Linked DNA regions of Triticum aestivum: region 1 is linked to region 2. The links are chromatin contacts, called in public Hi-C maps. All regions are on one chromosome and are shown on one strand. The core of a region is the stretch at or near the end of the contact, and the rest is flanking DNA. Distances in the headings are between cores, read along the strand shown.

Region 1 (4,962 bases), core at 947-3,446, 660 kb after region 2:
AATGTGGGCAGTATCACATCAAAGAAGTTGTTGCATTTTTTGATAGAATTCTTGTTCGCCTTGCAAATTCGCTCTGTTTCTTAGCGCTCATGCTGAACTGCCATTGCTTTGTTCGTCCTTTCTCCTATGCTGTAAGCAGTTTCTCTTTTGCCACTTGAAGTGCATATTAGTTATGGTTGTTGATGGTGATATTGTGGTTACCACAAATGTACTCCAGGGCCACTTGAGCAGCCTTTTCTTCAACTTCATCTTATGACTAAGCCGCCTTTTCTTCAACTTCATCATATGACTAAGCCTACTCTATTGTAAATGTCATTAGGACCAATGAGAATGCATGCTTCTATCATGACTCCAGGCCGGCTCCAGTGGCCGTGGCGTTGTATTTTTCTAGCTTGGCAGTCAGGCTGACTACTTTAAAAAGTATGCGTCTTGATATGTAGACTACCAACTCATCCCATTTGTGCACAAATGTGTCGAGTTAGTTCTTGCCTTGCATGAAAAGGAAGTGGGAGTTTAAAGTGGTGAATATGACTTAGTGCACATCATGTCGTTCACATTGTCGTTGGCAGAGTGGGCATTGTCTTCAGATGTGCCAAAGTCGGGGATCTTTCTTTTATTTCTAAGTTGTTTCCCTTTTGGAAAGCTTTTTGTGGGGCGTGAATTGTTCATGCTCTTTGGATTGCCTATGCGCTTAAGGCTGGACGCTTGTTCGTGTGCTTCTCCTTGTAGACTTCTAGGTGGATATATAGTTGATGAAAGGGTGGATGAGTCACCGCTATCTTATTTTGGGCATGCCACTGGCTCGCATTATCTGTGTACGGCCTGCTTGAGCGACATGTTGATCAGTACATGGTAGTGTGAGAGTATATAGCAAAAAACTACCACATTACACACTATCGCTAAAAAACTACTGTTTTTTAATTCTTCAAAAAACTACCACAAATTTGGTTGGCTGTTCCAAAAAACCCAAATTGTTGTGTGATTAAACTTTAAACCGTTCTATGACAGCTGGGGTCCACTCGTCAGATTGACCGTTGACAGGTTATTTTTTGAAATGCAATTGGGTCCCTACAATTTTATTTAAAAGCGATCGGGTCCCTTAAAAAAATAAAAAGCAATCAAGTCCCCGCCGGCGAGCTAGTCACCGGAGCACCCGGATGTCGCTCCAGAACCACACGACGGCCACGCCCCCCACCCCTCCGCTTACCCTCCGCAACCCTGGTGAGGTGTGCCTCCGGAAGGCCTCGTCAGTCGCCGCGGCGGTCTCCTTGGCACCGAGGGACGGCACCGCTTCCGCCAACACGGCGCGCGGTGGGCTTAACTGGCTCGAGCTCGAGGCGGCGTGTTGCTGCTACTGCCCGCCGCTGCTTCCGGGCCGCTTCTGCTCTCTGTTGCTGCTGCTGTCACGCTTGTATCATCCTAGGCTTGCAAAGTGGTTCGAAAAGTATACATATTGGTTGCCTAGTTGACCGTGTGACACATAGTTAGCATTCTCTAAAATCTACGGTCTAGGCGATGGTCAGTTTGTATGAAAGGAATTTTTTTAAAAGTACATTAATGATTTTTTCTTACGTGCTAAATAAGGAAAGTGTTTTTTATTATGACTGCATTTAGGTAGATAAAAAAGGTTTATCAATTGGATACAGGGTTGGTATTTTTTTTTCCGACGCGATTGTATCTTGAAACTCCATGCGTGTAACCATGCTCTTTCGAAAACTACATGCCATCACTGCGTGTAGTCGACGGGTAGCTTTTTGATTAGAAGGAGCCTAGTTGCTTTGTAAATCGCTACTGCCATATTTTTGCATGCAGTTCATGCACATTGTTATGTCGCTTTAATTTGAACAATTTGTGTCTGGGTACTGCAGGTGTGCGGTTAAGAGTTTCTTTGATTTGGAAGTAAAATAATTGTGCAGCGTTGTTACGCCCTTTTCTCCATGGAGCTGCACCTCGCAGATGCAACCCCACCGTCCATGTCCTCGGGCGGCCTGGCGGGCATGAGGTCGATTCAACGGGCGCAAGTTCGAACAGCTGGCAAGTTGGATGGGTTCAAGGCGCCACAGAGCTCTAGGTCAAGAACATCGACACATTTACCGACGCCTACGGCAAGAAGACCGACGGGATGGAGAGCAGCAGAGCCGTGAGCGGGCGTGCCGTCTGGCTGCAGGCGCATTCACCACTGGCTGCAGGCGTGCCGTCTTAGACCACGCGAAGGCCACCGCGCGCGGCCGCACAAGGTCGAAACGGCGACCCGTCGCACTCAGGATACCAGTGGAGTTATGATCTTTTAAGATAGAGGAATAAAGAATGAAGAGAATTTGAAAACCACTGCATGCTGCATGCAGAGAGCCAGTCTGCGCATGCACGTGGTCACATCAAAAAAGTCCCATCCCATTGCTGCACATGTTGGGTGCTCCACCTGGTGCAGTCAAAGAATAGCACCGCCCGATAGATTGGATGCATGGTTGATCAGGAACTGCTCGCCACCCTAAAGTGTACCTGGCCAGATCCCCACTAATTAATGTGTCATCACCCCATTGGCTACAATATTCCTTCAAAAAAAACTCAGAAAATCCTAAAAATTCCCAGCTAGCAATTGAGAATTTAGAATTAGACTGCAGAATGTCTGAAACTTCTGAAAACCGGAAACAACTATACAAAAGCTACCTGAAAGAGTATACTACGTCTTGTCTGAAACTTCTGAAAACCGAAAACAACTATACAAAAGCTACCTGAAAGAGTATACTACGTCTTGTCTGAAACTTCTGAAAACCGAAAACAACTATACAAAAGCTACCTGAAAGAGTATACTACATCTAGGAACCTACCTAATCCAGTGTCTCTTAGCCCACCAACGACGACGATGTAATCACCATCACTGAGGAGGCAAATGCAGCAGCTAATACGGCGTAAATGCACACTAACTTGGCAGCAAGAACAGCAAATGACAGTATACAGACAGTATTCCTTTACTCTGAAGAACCGAGGAGAGCTGCCTTGCCTTTATCCTCCACTCAGCTAGTACACAAATTAGAACTGCACAAAGTTTTGAAGCATAGCGTTGTGAATGGATCACTCGTCCAGCACCCTTCTATATATAGCACGCGAGATGAATGCTAAGGCGCCGGGAAGTGGCGCGCCGTGTCGGGTTACGCGGAGATAGCCGCCGTGGATAGCTCCGCTCGATGGAGGCCACGAGATGCGCCGCGGACGTCGCCCTCGATCCCTTAACTACGACCTGGGTCGGCAGCTATCTGCCTTACCTTACTCGCGGACACCGTTCAGGCGTTCGACGACGATGATCGGTACATACACGGCGCCGTCGCGGTTCGCCTCCATGGCCGAGAACATCTGCCGGACTGTCGGTACAAACCTGGATGCAGAGCGGCCTCCTCCTCCTGGACGTCACTTACGGACTTACCTCCAGGTTCCAGTGCCATGCCGAGGTCCTTTATGTACCGCACGGCGCCCCGGACGCGAAGTCGCCGCTCACCCCGAGCCTCCTCCTCCGCGCTCGAGCCCAGCGGCGCTGGCAAAGACCAGACCAAGGACTCGATAAGGGCCCGAGGCCAACCACCACGCCTGCCACGGCAATTTTGCTGCTCTGGCCGCTGCCGGCGGGCCCATGCAGATAGGTCCTCCGAGCCATAGGACGGCCTCGTCGCTGCCATTTGAGAGGGTGAGGGTGCCATCGCGAGGGCCAATGCCGCTGCCAGAGTCAACCCCGTGGCAGCAGGCGCCGCGTAGGAGCACCACGGACGAAAGAACAACCATCGAAGTAATATGCACGTAAGAGCCACCAACGAAAACCCCAGGCAACATTACAGAAAAGCAAGGCACCTATTTATAGGCTGTGCGCGTAAACGGCAAGATCTCCAGAAACCACGAGAAAAGCGGCAGCGATCTACAGACTCCCGAACCAACGCAGCTAAGCGCGTGGTGCCGCTCTATTAGGGCATGCACAATGGTTGATAAGGTAGTCTTATCTTAAGTCTTGCATGTAATTTAGATATGACAAAAAAAAAGTCTACAATGGGTCATCTCTTAGCCTTATCTTCAATAACTAGTCATTCCTAAAAATGTGGTGAGACATATTGTGCTAAGAGATCATCTCTTGTCTTCTCTTAAATAAGAGAAGACAAGCCTTTTCTTATGAGTTCTCTCTTCTCCACATCATCATTTATCCTACGTGGCACTCTTAAGATAACACCATTGTACATGCCCTTAGAAGGAAACATCGCAACGATAGCGACAGGATCTGATTGCGACACCACATTTGGCCCAACAGCAACCGATACACCACCCGACAGCGACTTGGGCCAACAGCGGCAGAGATCGACAGCGATAGGACATCTGGGCCAACAGCGGCGGAACAAAATCCAATGACCAATCACAAAACCGAAGAAGCAAGCACAGGAAGAAACGCTAAACATACCCTAAATCTACCTAAATAAGTCGTATGGCAGTTCAAAAAATTTGAAACGGCAAACCAAAGTCACAGCCCATTCGTACCCAACCAGGTACCAAACAAATACACGTGCCATCAAATGAGTTACCGCCAGGCCGCTTTCAACCAAGTGGGTAAGTCTCATCGCGAAAAACTTGCCTGGAATAGAGGCTTGGGTATGGTGGCGGCTTTCTCGATCCACGTCCTCGACCTTGCATAATATCACTCCTTGCCAGACCTTTTTTTACGAAGCGGCCTGGGTATATACTTTCTTACGTATGTTTTTTTCTATAATGTGTACATTACCTGGTTTTATTTGTGGCCATCTTAGATTTATCTTTCACGTGTCAATGGTGGACCTGTCTGTACGTGACTATACCAAAACCATATTAAAAAAAGGGTCCGAATAACTGCCACACGTGTGGCATAGATGGAAACCCGCCCGCACGCATCGTGTGGCATGGACGGGGACCGGCCCGCACGACCACATCCGCGCGCACAAAAGCACGGCCCGC
Region 2 (4,755 bases), core at 63-2,562:
CCCTCTCCGAGAGGTTGTGCACTTGGGCGGCGCGCCGCCGTTTGGCTGTCGTCGGCTTCCGCGCCGTCTCGCACGTCACGTCGGCGGAGTCCGACTCCACGTCCTGCATAACCTCACTGGGGACCTCGCTCAGCTTCCGCTTGCTGGTGCCAGAAGGCCTCGACCACGTCGACGACGAGGTCAACGTCGCCGACACGCTGAGGTAGGACCTAGCGTCCCTGGCCTCCCTGCCGCTCCGCGGCAGCAGCACGGTGTCGTCGCGGGCGGTATCCGAGACGTGGGGCGTCTGGGCCTGGTTGCTCCCGCCGCAGGGCCTCCTGAATGCCATCGTGACCACCGAGGACTCGCCGGCCTCTGAGACAGGCGAGCCGCGCGGGCCGCCGCCGTGCAACCCTGCTTTACCCGCCAGAAGCGGCGGCGGCATCACCCCGCTTCGGAGCGCGGTGACCGCGTCCGCGGCGCTTCGCTGCTTATCATCCTCCTTGCACGGCCTGCCTGCGCCATCCGCCGGCATTCTGCCGAAGATCTCCGAGAAGAGGTCCCTCTCGACCGAGCAGTTGTCTTCATCGACGAAGGGGTACTGGAACCACGGCGCCGCCTCCTGCTCGGGCACCGCCTGCCTTGGAGGCGCCTGGCTCTGCATGACGACGTGGCCGCTGCACCACAGCAGCTCGACGAGGCCGTCGTCTTCGCTGCTGCAGCAACACGCCACATGGAAGAATCAGTCATTGATTCCATCGGCCGATCCAAGAAAAGAGAAGATGAATCCGGCGGTTAGGAGGACGGACCTTAATGGCGGCAGGGCGTCTCCCATGTTGCCGGTCCAATCTGCAGGAACGAACTGGTTCATTGTTCCTCAGTACGAGACACACTCGCTCACTCGCTGCAAAGAGAATATGATGATAAAATAGCATATCCCATTTGACATGTGAGCAGCAAACCAAGAATTAGAAAGACCAGAAAAGGCAGATTCTTTTTTTCGAAAAGGACCAGAAAAGGCAGATGCTTCATATGTGTAGCTAAACAGGTATAGTTTGGTACACTCTGGTAGGACACAGAAGTAACATGTACCTGATGAGCTAGCTGCTTCTGAATGTTGCTGCAGTTGGTGAGATACTATGAGCCTCCTGCCGATCTGATCTGTTCTGATCAGCACACACCTGCAACTCTCTTTCTCCTCCTCTAATTAAGCTGAGCGGTAGACGTGCAGCAGGATGGATGGAGCGGCGAGTTGCAACTGGGCAGCAGGGTGGGCTTTTTATCAAGCCAAGTTGGGTGGGTTCAGAGCTCCAGAAGTACACTACTACAGTAGCAGCAGCATATTGTGCTGTTGATTTGACTGAACTGGATGGATATACATCAATATCATTCCCCGGGAGACTGGATCAACAGACAGCGACAGGCAATGGCTCTCACCTCTTATATATACTTCCGTTCAATTTCGACGAGTAAATCGGAACGGATGGAGTAAGTACGACTTAACTAGCAACGTTACACACGCATCATCACCGTCGTGATAATCGTCGCCGTCGTCTTCCCGCCACCTGGGAAACATACGATCATCATCGTCTCACTTACCCAGAGATCATTCATTGTATGCGCGTACTCAGAGGCCAAAGCAAGGTTCACTTACCGTAGCACGGCGGTCATGATCATGACCGATCGTCGGCGTGTAAGCTGAAACGATACGATCGCGCGCGCTTGCGGGTCACTGTTCCGAGAAGATTTTCGAGATCTTGGGCGATCGGCCTATCCAGCCGTGTGGAGCCAATTTTCCCGAGGGATGAGCGTCACGTCCATGTCAAGCCCAGCTCAACACGGAGCAGTATGCATGCATGTTTGACATGTTCAGTTTTGGCGGCTAAGTATGGAGACATGCATGCATGTCACATGAGAAAGACGTGCGTGTGGGTCAAGCTCTTGAGAAGCTAGCAAAAGATCCGGTGGATCCATCATCCATCGGCGGCGGCGGTGTGTCCAGTGCTCAGTCTTCTTGCATCTCTCACGTCTTTATCGATCGAGGGCACTTCCCTCCGTGTTTATTTAGGTCATGGGCAAGGGATCAACAGTCCGAGTTTTCATGGGCTACCGACTACCCACGCACAGTAGCTTTATTGATCCTCTTGACTTGATGATTTTCCTCTCCAGCTATGGAAACTTCGCTATGCATAGTGGTATGCTCTTTCTCCTTAAATTTTGTTTATTATTATTTCCTCATCTTCTGCGTCATTTTTTTTTATCGTAGTAACTTTATTCCTCATGTAATAGCAAGGTCATTTACATAGTTGTGAAGAATAAAGTCAGGGACGAAAGTCTCTCAAACTTCAGAAGTACTATTGCTAAAACAATGCTTTGCTAATCCATCCGCTAGCATATTTGTCTCTCTGCTACAAAACTCATAGCTAATGCTCGCAAACTTCATTGCCAAGAGGGAGCACTCTGCCACCAAAGGAACGTCCACTCCCATGTACGCATCCGGGTCAGATATAGATTTCAAAGCGTCCATACAATCCGACTCAATGATGAGATTTGTGCATCCCAGATTCATTGCCAGGTATAGTCCAGAACGGATGGCCATTAGCTCAGCTGGTCCTGCGCTTGAGACATGAGGTAATGCTAGTGTTGCCGCTCCCAGAAATTTGCCCTGGTCGTCACGGGCAACAACTCCACAAGCTCCACTAAGGTTCTCCTCATGAATGATGCATCAACGTTCACTTTTATAACTCCCCTGTTTGGCTTCTTCCACACTTGATCATTCTTGCGGATGGGCTGGTTTGGTGTATTTGCGCGAACAAAATTGGTAGCAAGTACCTGAATTGAGATGGTCGATTGCTCTGGAGTTGGAACAGTCTCTCCCTTCGCAACCTGCCTCCTTTGCCACCATATAAACTACATGGCCACCAGGATGAGCTCGGTAGTGGGAATACCAAATGTCCAGAGTGATAGACCCGGACCGGTCCTGCACAACTACTCCGCATATCTCCTCGGTTAACCCTAGTGATGACCACACTTGTGTTGCTCTATCACATGTGAACAAACAATGTTGAATGTCCTCCAAACCAATTTTGCATATCGGGCATTGCGGGATCAAGCGTATGTGTCTGCCCGCGAGTACACCATAGCATGGTAGTACTCCCTTAAGTACTTTCCAACCAAAATGCTTGATCTTTCCCGGTAACCGAAGATGCCATATCTCCTTCCAAACCCCGCTAAGTTGAGCACTCCCTGGACTGTTCGAATTTGCATAGTGGCGACCGAACTAATGGTCAAATTCTAAGTGAAAAGCCGAGCGTACTGAGAAGGTTCCAGACTTTGTATAATGCCATGCCACAAAATATTCTAGTGCTTCAACATGTAGTGGAATTTGTAATATTCCGCGTACATTAACTGGCGAGAACATGCTCTGAATTAGTGCTTCATCCCACTAACACGTATGAGGGTTAATTATCTCTTGCACCTTTGACAACATGATTCCACCTCTAGGGGTGATAATCTTCCTTGTTGGACTTGATGGGATCCATGGGTCATCCCAAATGTTAATATTTGAACCAGTGCCCAGTCGCCAAATACATCCCCTCTTGAAAGTTTGTATCGCAGCAACCAAACTTTGCCATGTAAACGAGGACCCTTTATTTGGGCCAGCTCTCAGAACATTACCACCAGGATAGTATTTTGCACTTAGAGCACATGCACACAAAGAGTCGGGATTCTGGATCAGTCGCAAACACTGCTTTGCTAACATAGCAAGGTTAAAGCTATGAAGGTCTCTAAATCCCGTACCTCCCTTCTTATTCAGTACACACATCTTCCACCATGCAAACCAATGCATTTTCCTTGTCTCCTCTCCATCACCCCACCAGAAGCTTGATATTTCATCAGTGGTTGATTTGCATATCCCTTTTGGTAACTTAAAAGCAAACATAGCATATGATGGAATTGCCTGAGCTACTTCATTTAAAAGGATTTCTTTACCTTGAACTGATAGAAAATTTTCCTTCCACCCCTTCAGTCTCTGACATACTCTATCAACAAGATATTGAAAAAAATTCACTACGATCAACCCCGGCAATAGTTGGTAGCCCCAAGTACTTGTCAGACAAAGCTTCTGTTAGTATATTCAACATTCCACATACATTCTCCCTTTCATTTACTCTGGTATTAGGACTAAACAAGATACTGAATTTGGGTGTACTTACACGCTGCCCTGAACTCTCACAATATGTATCTAGGACCCTCTTCAACGTACTTGCGTTCTGTACCGTAGCTCTCATGGGGATCAAAGAGTCATCTGCAAACAAAAGGTGAGATATCGAGGGGGCATTCCTTGACACCTTTATTCTTACAATACCACCAATTTCTTCTTCGTGAGTCAACATGATTGATATCCTTCAGAACAATCAAAAAAGATAACGAGATAGGGGGTCACCCTATCTTAGGCCCCTAGTTGGTGTAAATTTGTATATCTCTGTATCATTAAATCCGATCTGATATTTGACAGAGGAGACGCACTCCATGATAAGCTCAATCCATTGTGCATGAAACCCCACCCTCATCATCATCTACCTCATGAATTCTCATTGTACTATGGCATATGCTTTCAACATGTCCAGCTTAACCGCACAAATACCATATGGAATGAAAGCATTCATAAGCGACCAACACATTATCAGTAATTAACCTAACCTGGTACAAAAGCACTTTGTGTAGGGGAAATCACCTCATGTAGGATTTTTTTAGTCTATTAGCCAGCATCTT

What was found. Hi-C and Micro-C count contacts between places; a contact is called where the count stands out from the background.
Region 1: a Hi-C map of leaf shows a contact between it and region 2, with 8 times the contacts expected there. The contact joins the enhancer-like site here to the promoter of LOC123110413 in region 2. A contact is called at or near these places in 2 of 5 Hi-C or Micro-C datasets (both in leaf).

The regions. Positions count from the first base shown.
Region 1 is chr5B:61,641,470-61,646,431 of IWGSC CS RefSeq v2.1, forward strand. No RefSeq gene overlaps it. Among protein-coding and RNA genes, the nearest start is that of LOC123115675, 230 kb to the right of the region's middle. Within about 2 kb of position 2,197, at least 1 of the 8 cell types and tissues checked has an H3K27ac peak or open chromatin away from gene starts, as enhancers often do. A contact at or near this core is called in leaf, where this site is marked.
Region 2 is chr5B:60,983,331-60,988,085 of IWGSC CS RefSeq v2.1, forward strand. It overlaps LOC123110413 (transcription factor PHYTOCHROME INTERACTING FACTOR-LIKE 13), which reads right to left and starts at 1,313. Exons shown (of 5, transcript XM_044530915.1): 1 at 1,072-1,313; 2 at 789-883; 3 at 2-692. The coding sequence starts at 850.